Regions from separate parts of the Mus musculus genome. Here all the other regions are linked to region 1. The links are chromatin contacts, called in public promoter capture Hi-C maps. All regions are on one chromosome and are shown on one strand. The core of a region is the stretch at or near the end of the contact, and the rest is flanking DNA. Distances in the headings are between cores, read along the strand shown. Region 1 holds the start of Naa60 (N(alpha)-acetyltransferase 60, NatF catalytic subunit). Region 2 holds the start of Rogdi (rogdi homolog). Region 3 holds the start of Nudt16l1 (nudix (nucleoside diphosphate linked moiety X)-type motif 16-like 1).

Region 1 (4,271 bases), core at 1,083-3,582:
TATGCGCCACCAAGCCTGGCCTAGAACTCAAGTTCTAACAACTCCTGTCTTCATCTGTCTGTTCCCTGTGCCGTCAATGCAGGACTCTATGCACCTGAGCTTCTCCACACTGCACTAAGAGGCACGCTGAGGCACCACAATCTCTCCTCTCAAGCACTCCTGAGCTTCTCCACACTGCACTAAGAGGCACGCTGAGGCACCACAATCTCTCCTGTCAAGCACTCCTGAGCTTCTCCACACTGCACTAAGAGGCACGCTGAGGCACCACAATCTCTCCTCTCAAGCACTCCTGAGCTTCTCCACACTGCACTAAGAGGCACGCTGAGGCACCACAATCTCTCCTGTCAAGCACTCCTGAGCTTCTCCACACTGCACTAAGAGGCACGCTGAGGCACCACAATCTCTCCTCTCAAGCACTCCTGAGCTTCTCCACACTGCACTAAGAGGCACGCTGAGGCACCACAATCTCTCCTCTCTCAAGCACTCCTTGGTTATAGATAACCTTTGGTCTTGGTTCAGGACTATCTTTAATCCCTCAGATCTGACATCCAGAAATCTTCCATTCTGGTCAGAAGCTTGTTGTTGCTATGCAACTTGGACAAGTCAAATCTAAAGATACTCTCCACACGGGTGTGTGGGTGTGGTTAAACAAACACTGACAAAATCTCTTCAAGTTACAACTTAAAGAGGTTAAAGATAGTAAGGACAAGACACATTGAGACTTAAAAAAACCAACAACCCGAAATTGTATGTTTTATGCTGGTGCTGGTGTGCTGACACCAGACCAGACTTAATTCTGTGACAAGATGTAACAATTTTCATGGAAACCCAGCCCAGGAAGCCTGATGTGGGGTTGTCTAGGTCTGTAAGATGAAAATCTAGCAAACTACAACCTTTTTAAAGAGTCAATGCAAACCCCACTCTCAGGGGGCTTACATCTGGCATATTATTCTTGTTGTATACAAAAACCCTAAAAGGAGGTGTGTAGACTTATGTTCCCTGCCATGAGCAGTGTACTACTTTGGCACGATGGCCCTTCGGCATCCTCTAGTTTTTAATCACATTGTACTAACTCGCAGTTCACTGGTGTGTGCATCTCTCTCTGTGTGTACTTATATGCTGTTTTTGTCCCAGACCTTCCTCTTCCTGACATTTCGGCTGGTAACAAGGTCACAGGCCTTCTAAAACTCTCCTCCATGTCACATGGTTTTGTGGACTCAAGTCTTTGCATAGATGATTTCGGGAGTAACATGACTTTGCCTGCTGGGTCACACAAGCCAGCAGACAAGCCAAGACTAATTCAGGGATTTTATGTTTCTAGTACTTTGAAAAAGGAAAAGCTCTTTGGCAACTTCCTTAATTAGCACTCCAGACACCACAGGAGCCACAGAGTTAGGCTGTGAGTCTCTTCTTTCAAGACCAAAGGGTGACAAGAATGACCCAAAAGCACATGGCTCTGGGACTTGGCAGAGTTAAGAGATCAATAAAGGAGCCAAAGTTTATGTTTATTGCAGCCTGGCTCCCCAAGCCTTGGGTTTTGACACCAGCAAGGCAGGCATTTGCTGGAGGTTCAGAAGGCCCAGAGTACCCTCTCCACAGCCCCAGCCCAAGACAGCAGCACTGGTCATAGATCCCCTTTTCTCCTTGGCAAATGTTTTCTCCAATTCAGAAGAAATAAGTCAGAGGCGATTATGGAGGGTCCGCTTAGCTTCCATGTGCCGGAATACCAAAAGTACTGCTGGAATGAAAAGACGCGACAGACCTAAAGCAGGGTCCTCGGCTTTCACGCGTGCAAAAAGTCGACAATTACCCCCAGCTCAACAAGTCCCTTAAGGGAGGCAGGCTGGAGCTAGAAGAGTCGACCAGACCCTTCACCTCCAAAACCAGAGGATGCCGCCTTTCCATCTCCCAATTCCTGCAATTACTGGCTGAGGGTCCCCAGAAAGGCCAATTCCCGACGCCCCACCGCGCCCCTCGCCGCCGTCACGGAAACAAACTGGGCGCTAAGAAGCGCCCCGCGCAGGGGTGGGTAAGGGGCTCTCCGGAAAACCCGGCCTCCCACGGGCGGGCAGTGCCCTCGGTGTCGCGACAGCGACCTCCTCACCGCCCCGATTTGCACCCGCCGAGGCCCCCGGCTGCCTCACCTCGGACGGGAGCCGGCGGCAGCGGACGGTGTCTCAAGGCTCAGCGCATCCTGGGGGAGCCGGGAAGCCGGACGTGGGACTGCGCGGTCCCCCGCGACAGATTATGTAACCGGCAGGGGCCGCAGCCGGGACAGGGAAGGCGGCCCCGCGGCACTTCCGCCTCTCCTGTGCTGCCGGCGGCGCAGCCCGGAAGATCATTGGCTGCTACGCCATGTGGCACCGCCCTCCCTGACGCCGCCGCCACCATGTTGGGAGCTGGCAAGCCTCTGGCCGCTGGCGGGACCTGCTCCCGAAGCCTCCCGCACTGGCGGCGGAAGCTCAAGACAGCTGCGAGCCGCCCAGCTGCCCTTGCGTGCATGCGTGGACACCGGCGGCGGCGGGCCGGGGTTTCCGCGCCTTTCCTCAATCAAGCGGGTCAGAGGGCGCCTTTCCTCGATCAAGCGGGTCAGAGGAGCTCCGAGGCCTCCCTAGTCCTGAGACGCACGGCTCCGCCGCTGGCCTGCTCTTCCCCCACTGGAGGTTAGTATTAATAGATGCTGGCGCTGGTGATTGCTAGAAGCCCTGACTCAAAAGGCACCGCCCCGCGCTCGCGCTGACAGCCACAGAAGGGTGGTCGTGAGCTATCATTGCAGTGGACAAGTGACATTGGCCTTCAGGGCTGGGTGGGGGTGGGAGTTCTATATCCAGATGTAATTCAGAGATAATTCAGTTCGTGTAACCAGAGAAAAGCTTGCTGACCAACAGTTTATTCTTTGCTTTTAGATAACTAAAATGGTATGTAGTCAAAGGCTCAACCAACCTTAAAAAAATATTAATATCCAAGAAATACATCAGTGCTACATCCACTCCAGTAGTGACTCGCATTACAGGTTTAGAAACCTGGAAGCAGTCATGAGGTGAAGACTTTCACGGAAACTTCGCCTCCTGGAGCCTTGGCATTCCAATAGCACGTATACTCAAACCCTGTCCCAGCGTTAGTCTGGTGTATGGATTCGTGTGCTCTCTTTCAGTATTGTTTTATTATAAGTGCCTTTAAGGATTGATTTTGACATATAGCTAAGCCTTTGTCAGTGTTCCAATGTCCTGACCCTGAGCTTGGAATTCAGTAAGAATGTTACCTATTCAGTAACATTCAAATTCACTTCTAGTAGAGACAGTGAAAATAATCAGACATTACAATTTACTAGAACAGAGCTAGAAAAGCTCAGGGCCAGTCTGCATAGTAATTACTTAGAACAATAGCTGAGTTTCACCCAAACACAGGAATACACAATGGCCTAGGAAATAGGTGGGTTGGAGTATTACTCATGAAAGGGTTAGTAGAATGGAATTCCCCTGGTGCAGGTTTTTCACTAGGCCCAGAGGAATAGCATAATCAGGTATTTACTAAAGGACCACTGTAGGTGGGTTTAACAATAGACTAGCATTGCATCAGAGCATTCACCTGGCTCCTGTGTTTGGCTGATCTTAATTAAGGATTGTTTCTATTCTCAGTTGTAAACAAGGCCTGGCTCCCATTATCTTTTTATGTATGCATTTTCTTTGTTTTGTGTAAGAACCAATGTACCTTGGCAAATGTATTCGCCTAGCCTTCTTGTTTTTCGTCTGTAATATAAGACTGGTGCTCAATTTGACAAATTACATCCAGATACAGCACTCCCTTGTGTCTGTGTCTGTTTGTCACCTTTTTCGTCCCAACTCCATGCCTGCCTGCAACGGGAACCCTGAAATTTTTTTCCGCGGATTGAGGGAGGCTGACTGAGGCTGGTCCAAGGCACATCAATACATTTTTGTGTCTCAAACTGTGTAAAACATCACGATCTTAGAAACATAAAAAGCCATAGTCTTTAAACATCTTGGAAAGTAAGGTGTACCTCAATTGTAGAATTTTGTGGTTTCATATGTCACTAAATGGTAGAAGGCTGCCAGCCTTGTACACTTCCATCCCCGGATAGATACAAATCAACCATAAATAGCTAACAGTCTTGCCTGTTAAGTATGATATATATGGCTAGCAAAATCTATGTAGAGCAACCTTTATATTTTCCTTTTATGTCAGTATTAGTTTTTAATTTTTAAAATATTATTTATTTTTATTTATACTGTTACACTGTAGCTGTCTTCAGA
Region 2 (4,271 bases), core at 945-3,444, 1.1 Mb before region 1:
TACCCACATATCTCAAGCTCTAGGTCCTGCCTGCTAAGCAACAGGCTAGAACCATCTGGAAATGGCTCCAGGAATCAGGGCTCTACCACATAGTAGCTCTGTAGCTAGAGACCAACCTCTACCTCTTTTATTTTTTTTTTTCAGGTATACAAAAGAGCCAAGGCACTGGACCAGTCTGACAATGATATGTCTGCCGTGTACCGAGCCTACATACACTAAGCCTTGCCTGCCCATCTACCCTCCCATCTTCCCTCTGACCTCCCCTCCCAGTGTGGGGTCAGGGTTCTGGGACTAGCTCTGGACCAGTCACCTGTCTCCATTTCCTTTTATACAGACTTTGAAACTTGCATCAGCACAGTACACAGCAGCACCCTGTCTCCCTGAGGCCCTGGCCAGGGATAAGAGGATCTATCTCTCCTGGTGGCTGTGAAGAAGCTCTTGAGCTGGGCCTTGATTGACCCTGGAGCAGGAGGTTGTGGATTCTCTCTGTTCCTCTGTGTTCTCTGTCTCTGTCACACACACACCCAGGATAGAAGCTACCCAGAAACTGCTGCCTGGCTGTTCTTGCAAGCTTAGCCCCCTTCTGGTCAAGAGACTGGAGGGACTAGAATTGACAGGGAGCACTGGAAGCTTTCAACTTCCCCAGGACAGAGACTGGCCCCCACTGGGCCCCTGAAAGGAGAGGCCCCTCAGCCATCATGAACCAACAGATTCCCTGAGGAGGCTCTGTGGATCACCAGCTGAGGAGGATTTTCCTGTAGACACTACCATTACACCGCAGCTCCCAGAGTGTCTCTGTGAACTGAAGAGAGACCAGCATAGCCACATAGACCCCTCTTCAGGGGGAGCAGAGTCTACAGTCTTCTGTCCTGAGCCTGTTCCTCCCAGGAGGTTTCATTTGGATTTGCATTCCAGCCCAAGGGAAGGGGCCGTAAGGGCCTTGGGAGCAGTGAAGTGTATGGGCGGCTCCTTCCTGTTTCCATTACGCCAGGCTCTTGAGCTGGGCTACCTGTTCAGCCTGCTCTACACAGGTCCCCTGCATGTCCCTCTTCCCCTTTTCCTTCCATGGAGATATTTCTGTCCCATCCTCTTTTGACCCAGCCCCAGCCTGATCAACACCAATAATAAGCATTTCCTAGATGAGCATTTCCTAGGCTGGGCTTTTGATGAGGAACCTTACTTCTGCCAGTGGTTCCAAGTTCTGGGTTTTTTGGGACTTGAAGCATTTCTCCTTGAAGAGGGGACCAGAGAGGCTTAGAATGTCACACGAGAGGAATCACCCGAGGAAGCCTTCCTCCTCATGAGTTTGGATTTTCAAAGCCACGATTTAACTTTTCCATCTGGGATAAGGATCTCAGGACATGGGCACGGGGCAGGGGATGCTTGTGGAGTTCAGTGCAATTGTCCATTCACTGGGATGCTGAACAGTTTCTGTCTGGACACAGCCTGTCTTGGTCCTGGGGGCTGGGGGTGGGGAAGATGCTGTAAGAAAACCGGTTAGTCAATGTTGTCTTAATATTGTTGACAATTCTGTAAAGTTCCTTTTTATGACTATTTCTGTTTAAGCTATTTCACCTTTCATTTTGAAACCCTTTCCTTTTATGGAGAAAATGTGACACTGTGGAAATGCTTGTAAGAAAGCCCCTACTCCCGCTTTTCCTTGAAATGACAGATCTAGGTGATTACGGTTGTGAATTTTTATTTTCACTTTGTTTTTAATGAACATTTGTCTTTCAGAATAGGATTGTGTGATAATGTTTAAATGGCAAAAAAACAAAACATGATTTTGTGCAATTAACAAAGCTACTGCAAGAAAAAAAAATAAAACATTTCTTGGTACCATAACTGTATCATTGTACCCAAATGCTAGGGGGACCTAGGTAGGAGCCAACTCACCTGATTCTTTCCCGGTGGAACCCTGGGCGGGCTCCATCTAGCCGGACAATACTGGAATAACTTGATGGACGGCCCCGCCGACCAATCAGTGGTGGCCAAAGCCCGGGTCCCTGCTGAAAAACAGGGATTGAGGCGGGCGGATAGAAGGCGAGGCGTGGCCTATCCGTCTAGCCACTCACCAGCCAGGACTAGAAGCTACAGCCAGTCGCTTGAGGCGTAGCCGGCTTGAGGGCGGAGCTTGTGCCCTATTTGCCAATCGGTCACGGGAGGAGGCGAAAAAGGGGCGGGCGTTGCGCGCCAAGCTCCTGACTACAGACCTCAGAGACGGTGCGCGGCTAGGAGGATGGCGACCGCGATGGCTGCGAGCGCCGCGGAGCGGGCAGTACTGGTGGGACGCGCTCGGCGGGCAGGGGGCGGCGGGCGGCCAGCCGACCGGCGGCGGGGATGGGATGGGTTTGACGCCGCGCTGTCCGCAGGAGGAGGAGTTTCGCTGGTTACTGCACGCTGAGGTGCACGCCGTGCTGAGACAGCTGCAGGACATCCTCAAGGTAACGCTCCCGCTGGTCCCGCCCGGCCTGCCATCCTTCCTATCCACCGGGTCCTGCCAATCGCACACAGCAGATGCTGAGCGTGACCCGTGCAGATACCCACTTCTGAGAGTACAGTTCAGACGCAGACATGCTGGCATGTAATTACACAAGCAGTGGGCACCAGGTCTTGAGTGTGAACTATCTTCGAAACTGACATTTATCTGTGAGCAAGCAGGGTAGTGGTGAAAGCTTGTGATTTCAGCACTCGGAAGAGTGAGGCTAGAGGTTCATGAGTTAGAAGCCAGCCTTAGGCTCCATTGTGAAACACTGTCTCAAACAAAACAGTCTCAAAACAACACTGATAATCCGAGCTCTGAAGTGATCTCAGCCAAGTTACCCGGATTTCTGAGCCTGTTCCCTTACCCTAACCAGGCTCACACGTCTGTTTGTGAAGATAAATAAACTATCTCACAGAATGCCTAGGACAGTAACCTAGCAAAGCCTGTTACTGTGACTACTGATTGTCTGATTCGGGGACTCTGCTCCCCACACATATCACAGCACTCCAGCTTTCTAGGCACTGTGCCTCTCTGTTCTGTGTTCCACCTGGCTGCTCATGATATACTCAGGACTGGAATGAACGGGTCTGAGCTCATAAAATCTTGGAGGTTTAGTAGGGCAGAGGCAGAGGGGCCAGGTCAGGCCTGCCCTCCTCGTCCCTTCCCCTGCTAACCTGGCAAAGTATCCAGGCCTTGGAATGGAACACTGGCCAGACTGAGGTGAGGTGTTGGGACTGCGCTGTCTTCCACAGGAGGCCTCTCTCCGCTTCACTCTCCCAGGCCCCAGCACCGAGGGCCCTGCCAAGCAGGAGAACTTCATCCTGGGCAGCTGTGGGTGAGCTGGGTTGGGCAGGAGCCTTTGGAAGGGGTGTACACCTGGGGGGAGGAAATGCCCAGGGTACGGTGGGGCAGCCTGCAAGGGGAGGGAGCAGTAGCAGGCGCTCCTCTGACTCGTGTGTGTTACAGCACAGACCAGGTGAAAGGGACTCTGACTCTGCAAGGGGATGCCCTCAGCCAAGCGGTGAGTCCCCCAACAGTCCAGCTGGTGACAAGGATGGTGATGGCTTAGCTCTGCCACCAGCTAGCTCTGTGACCCTGGCTCTGACCCTTGTTGTCTCTGACCTGTTTCCTTGTATGTCTGTAATGTCACAGGCAACCCTCACACTACCTCATGAGATAGGCTTTAGATCCCAGGAGGGGAAGGACAAGAACCTGATGGCATTACACTTAGTTCAGCCTGGCATCTGGACCCTGTGAAATACAAACTTTGGAAGCCTAGGCAGGCTGGCCCCGCATCAAAGTTGAATGAGCCACCACCCTCTGATCTAAGGCCTCAAAGGCCCTGGGGGACAGCCCGTCCCCACGGTTCAGACTACACCACTACCTCCTGTCCAGCTCTTCCCCTTTCTCAGCTTCTCTCGCCCCCCCCCCCACCACCACCACCACCACCACTTTGTGGTTCTTCCTGGGTCTGAGTTCCTATTTCTTGACATTCCTCTTTATCTCCCTCCTGGCTGGCTGAGGCGCCTAGGGCCTCAGCCATCCCCCCACTGCATTGCTGGCTCACAGGATGTGAACCTGAAGATGCCTCGGAACAACCAGTTGTTGCACTTGGCCTTCCGGGAAGACAAGCAGTGGAAGCTGCAGCAGGTGAGGTCCAGCACTCAGCCTGGGCGGCCCAAGGCAGGCCCGAGCCAAGGCCTCCCTGGACAAGTCTTGCAGTGGGGACTTTGCGACCACAGCAAATATAGCAGAATTGGGGGTAGGGGGGGGCAGAGTCTGCTCC
Region 3 (4,271 bases), core at 747-3,246, 1.1 Mb before region 1:
TGGTTGCCCTCAGAGGCTGGCTGTGGTCTGGGGCCCAACCTCCACACACCTCAGAAAGATGTGGCCATGGCACTCAGAAGCAACATGAGCATCAGAGGAATGGCTTTATTATTGTCTTCTTCCTTCCTCAGCTTCACAGAGGCCCCCATGGGGAAAACAAAATCATGTGGGGCACAGCCATTCTGAAACCAAACCACAGTTCATACACCAAGAACAAAATCTAACAGAGAAATCCAACAAGCACCCAAATAAACATCTTGCCCCACGCTGGGTCAGGCTCTGGGCTAAGGGAAAGAAGGGTTGGTCTAACGTGGGTCATCTCTGTTGGGCAAAACCCATGACCAGTCCAGGATCTGTGTTCCAACCAAGTGGTTGCCTTCGAAGAATGGGCTCTAGCTGGGACTCCACTAGTCATGAACAGACTCGCACAGGACAGTTTGAGCCCTGGGATGGGTGAGAGCATCTTCAGCTTGAAAAGTTAGGCCCAGGCCCACCCCCACTGACCAACCTGAGAGTGTAGCTAGGTCCCAGGGACTGCTTGGGACAGTAATGATGAACAGCTGCCTGCATGTCCCTTGCAGTCAGAAGGGATGCAAAAGCAAACACACTAGAAGGCACGCGTCTCGGGAATTCCAGGGCCTGTGGGCAGAGACAGCCAAGGGAGGGCAGGGACCTGCACAAGAAGCACCTCAGGATGAGGGCGGGAGCAGCTTTTCTAGAGCCTTCTTCTGCTTCTCTGTTGCTGAGGCCAAGGCCTCGGCCAGCTTTTCCGAGGGCATCATGTTGAGTACCTTAAGGGCAAATAGAAGTTGATATTTGGCAGTGCTGACGAAGGCGTTGCTCAGAAAGTTAGGAAAGCCGCCTACTCGATCCTTCTGTGTGTACAGTGGGACCCGTACAAGGCCCAGGACCTGTGGGACAGAGGGCATGAGTGGGGCTGGGCTCTTCTTGTAGAGGCAGGACCCTGGCAGAGATGCCTGTCAGCCACCAGTTTGCCAAAGAAACAGGGGAGACCCAGGCAGGGTCTGGCCAGGCCAGGCTGGTGGCAGTAAAGTGCCTTCTCTCCAAGTTCCAAGGTCAATCCTATGCACTCCCCACCCTGTCTGGCAGCAACCCCCATGATCCCTGGTTTCACTCCATGCCCCTTAGACCACAGAATCTACAAATCCCCCAATTTCCTCTCAGGAGATAATCCCAAACACTGCATGCAACCCGGTCTTTTTGGTCTCAATTTCCCAAGCAGGCCCTGTTCATCCCTTCCAGTGACCCCAAGCCCCACTCCCAGGATTGACAATGGCAGACAAGGCAAATGAAAACAGCCCATGATCCAGATCCCAAGTCCCTTTTCCCACCCAGCATAGCCAGGGTGAGGACCCTGAGGGGTACTTGTTACCCAAGGTGCCTTCTGTGGTGCCAGAGCCAAACCTCAGGAGTGGGAATGGGGGCGGGCCCCAGGCAGTAGCCCCACCTCCAGACCGTGGTCCCGTGAGTGCACAGCGCTGATCTCCACAGCATGCAGTTGTTCCAATGTCAGCTGCCGTGCGTACAGATGTGCCACCACACGGTGTGGACCCTCAGTCAGGTGTGAACTCAGGTAATCAGCTTCGGTAAGGCGTAGGCCGCCCAGGCCCAGGCCCAGCACCCGATTCAAGCCATCCTCCAGCGACCAGAAGCGCCGGTCCACGAAACCCCCGGGAAAGCCTAGCAGCCCGTCGAAGCGCATCTGCATCTGCAAGGTAAGCTTGGTCAGGACGTGGGGTCCACTGGGCGTCCCAAGCCTGTATCCGCCCTGCTTGCCCGCCCAGCTCCTCACCAGCACTGAGAAACGCATGGGGATACGTCCGAAAAGCTGCCCGGGGTTGGCGGCGTATAGCATGGCGTGGCATGAATGACTCCAGCCGGGCCCCAAGCGCATTGCTTCCTCCCGACTGATCTGTTTCAGCTCCGGAACCGTCGTGGTCGACATCTTGATGTGCTCCAGGCCCACTGCCCAAACGAGCATGCGCGACCCCGCCCACAACACCAGACCCAATCCTCGTGCTTCCACGTGCATAAAGCCCGCCTCCACCAGTCCTGTGCTTCTGGGGTTGAACCCAGGAAAGACCCTGGCGGAGGCGGGGTGGGGTGGGGGTGGAGTTATGTAGTTCGCCACCCTCCAAGTTGCAGAGGAGACCCCACAACCACCAGAAAACTACAGCTACCAAGACGCACCGCACGGAGACCAGGTTGTCCTAAGCAGGTAGGTACACTGATTATCAAGACGTGTCAGTCTCCAGTCCCGAACATCCCTGAGAGGGCATCTGAAGTCTCAATATCCACCTCATCCATGAGGGGGCTGGTTTTCCCCTGAGCTTCACCCAGAGCTTGTGGCTCCACTGCCTATGAAATCATGCCTTAAAAAACTTAAATGTCTAAGTGACTCCAGCTCAAGTGACAGGGGACCTAAGCCTTACTTATGCTTTGCCCCTCTCTGGCACATTGATTAATGTTCAGTAAACATCACAGGAGTTGGGATGGGTATAAGAACTAGGACCACCTGCCCACCTAGAGGCTAAGATTCATCAATTGCCCAGTGGAGGTGAGCCAAATTCCAAGTCCAGTTTCAGACACAGCAAGCAACAAAATAGCAATAAACCATTGTCTATGTTTGGAGGGGGCACTCACTGCCCCTCTCACACAAGCAAATGAAGGCAGCAACAAAACCTGTCAGGAGTTCTGCCAGAAACCACTCTAGTGTCCTGTCACTACACCAAAAGCCAACAATGCTGCTGCCTACATAGTGCTGTGCCAGAACAAAGGCACACATAGAATATTGCTGCATGATTTTATTACTATAAATATACAGTAAAAATGAACCCAAACTAGCCAATCAGAGTACATCAGATGATAGTACATGTGAGTCTGAGACAGGTAAGTGTGTAGGCTGCACCCCATCTTTCAAAGTACTGGCACCAGTGCCACGGCCAGAGGCCAGGATGTTGGCAGGTGAGAAGTGGGGGAGTGAGCATGCACATGCTGACATGTGTGCACATATGTGCATTCAGCAAGAGAGAGAGATGGATGTGCAGAGCTGTGCTAGGAAGGAGCAGGGTTAGAGTCAGAGCTCGAGCAGCCCTGAGCCTAAAGGGGTCTCCATGCACTGCTACAGGCTGTCACCTGGGTGAGTGGCAGGGCAGTTCCTTAAGCTGAGGTCCCTCTACCAACCCACCAGGGAGCTGCACTGCCTGGGGCACCTCTGCTCTGGGGCCACTCATGGGCCACTTCTGCCTTGGAAACAAAGTATCACTAGGAGCCTGCTTCTAGGTGGGCTCTGACAGGAGCCTTAGACAATCAATCAGTAAGAAGCTTACAGGCCAGGTAACTGGCAACGGATCTGCTATGGAAGCTGCTCAGGCTCCTCCCTGGCAGGTGGTGGGCAGTGCTGCCCTGCAAGCACAAACCGCCACCTTGGCAGCGGGTGAGGATGTGAGTGAAGCAGGACCTGTGCGGGGGAACTGGACATTGACCACTGCTAAGGACTGTGGTGTTAACAGTCTGACTACCCAGGCCTTGCCCACAGCTGCCAGGGACCACTAGTAGGTAATAGAGCAGAGCAGGAGGGGATCTGGACGCTCCGAGGAGGGTCACCCATGGTCAGGACATCTGTAAGGTGTCAGCCTGTGACAGCAGCAGTGACAGCCTGGCTGCCTTGGGGTCACACATGAGAGGCAGACAGGCACTGTTTCCTTCATCAACTGTAACCTGGACTGCCCACCTTCCAGAACATTCCATGGGTAGATTCTCTTATGCTGGTTTGCTAAGTGCTCAAAGCATTAGCTTTGACAGTTGGGGAGAGTCCTTCTAGGGCACGTGGCCCATGGAGACAGTTGTTGTCCTTCATCTTGTACCATTTACAAATATATTGACCGTAAAAAAAGGAGGGTGTGTGGAGGAACAACCCACTGTGCAATTTGATCAAGGTTCACTGTGGACCCTCAAATCCCAGTGGCCACATGAGGCGTGCAGACAAGAGAGGCCAGGGTCTCGCTGGGGTCCAGGGAAGCCTCCTGGCAATGTTTGGGATGCTGAGGGCTCTGTGTTGCCCGCTAAGCCAGACTTTCAGAATGGGGTCAGCTCAGCAACTCCAGGCTCAGGACTAGAGCCACTCAGCAGAGGCCAGGGGGAGCTGGTGGTGCCAAGGCTGTGTGGCGTCTCCATGGAGGTGGACCATCCTGTAGGTGGGAGCAGAGGAAGGAGGGGTCATGATTGACTGGTGGTCTTGCATCTGTTCA

What was found. Promoter capture Hi-C pulls out the DNA fragments that hold promoters and counts their contacts.
Region 2: a contact with region 1 is called in a promoter capture Hi-C map of liver, with 4 times the contacts expected there. The contact joins the promoter of Rogdi here to the promoter of Naa60 in region 1. A contact is called at or near these places in 3 of 39 promoter capture datasets (cranial neural crest, liver and pre-B cells).
Region 3: a contact with region 1 is called in a promoter capture Hi-C map of liver, with 2.4 times the contacts expected there. The contact joins the promoter of Nudt16l1 here to the promoter of Naa60 in region 1. A contact is called at or near these places in 1 of 39 promoter capture datasets (liver) and 1 of 484 Hi-C or Micro-C datasets (double positive thymocytes).

Annotation. Positions count from the first base shown.
Region 1 is chr16:3,882,680-3,886,950 of GRCm38.p6, reverse strand. It overlaps Naa60 (N(alpha)-acetyltransferase 60, NatF catalytic subunit), which reads right to left and starts at 2,332. Exons shown (of 7, transcript NM_029090.3): 1 at 2,145-2,332. It also overlaps a transcript of Zfp597 not described here.
Region 2 is chr16:5,011,476-5,015,746 of GRCm38.p6, reverse strand. Rogdi (rogdi homolog) reads left to right here and starts at 2,194. Exons shown (of 11, transcript NM_133185.2): 1 at 2,194-2,284; 2 at 2,373-2,444; 3 at 3,238-3,320; 4 at 3,452-3,506; 5 at 4,055-4,135. The coding sequence starts at 2,240. It overlaps Glyr1 (glyoxylate reductase 1 homolog (Arabidopsis)), which reads left to right. Exons shown (of 16, transcript NM_001079814.1): 16 at 145-1,845. The coding sequence ends at 219.
Region 3 is chr16:4,936,836-4,941,106 of GRCm38.p6, reverse strand. It overlaps Nudt16l1 (nudix (nucleoside diphosphate linked moiety X)-type motif 16-like 1), which reads right to left and starts at 1,996. Exons shown (of 3, transcript NM_025839.4): 1 at 1,814-1,996; 2 at 1,469-1,729; 3 at 79-911. The coding sequence starts at 1,966. The coding sequence ends at 690. It overlaps Mgrn1 (mahogunin, ring finger 1), which reads right to left. Exons shown (of 17, transcript NM_029657.4): 17 at 2,811-4,211. Gm16861 (predicted gene, 16861) reads left to right here and starts at 1,522. Exons shown (of 3, transcript NR_037666.1): 1 at 1,522-1,736; 2 at 1,943-2,239.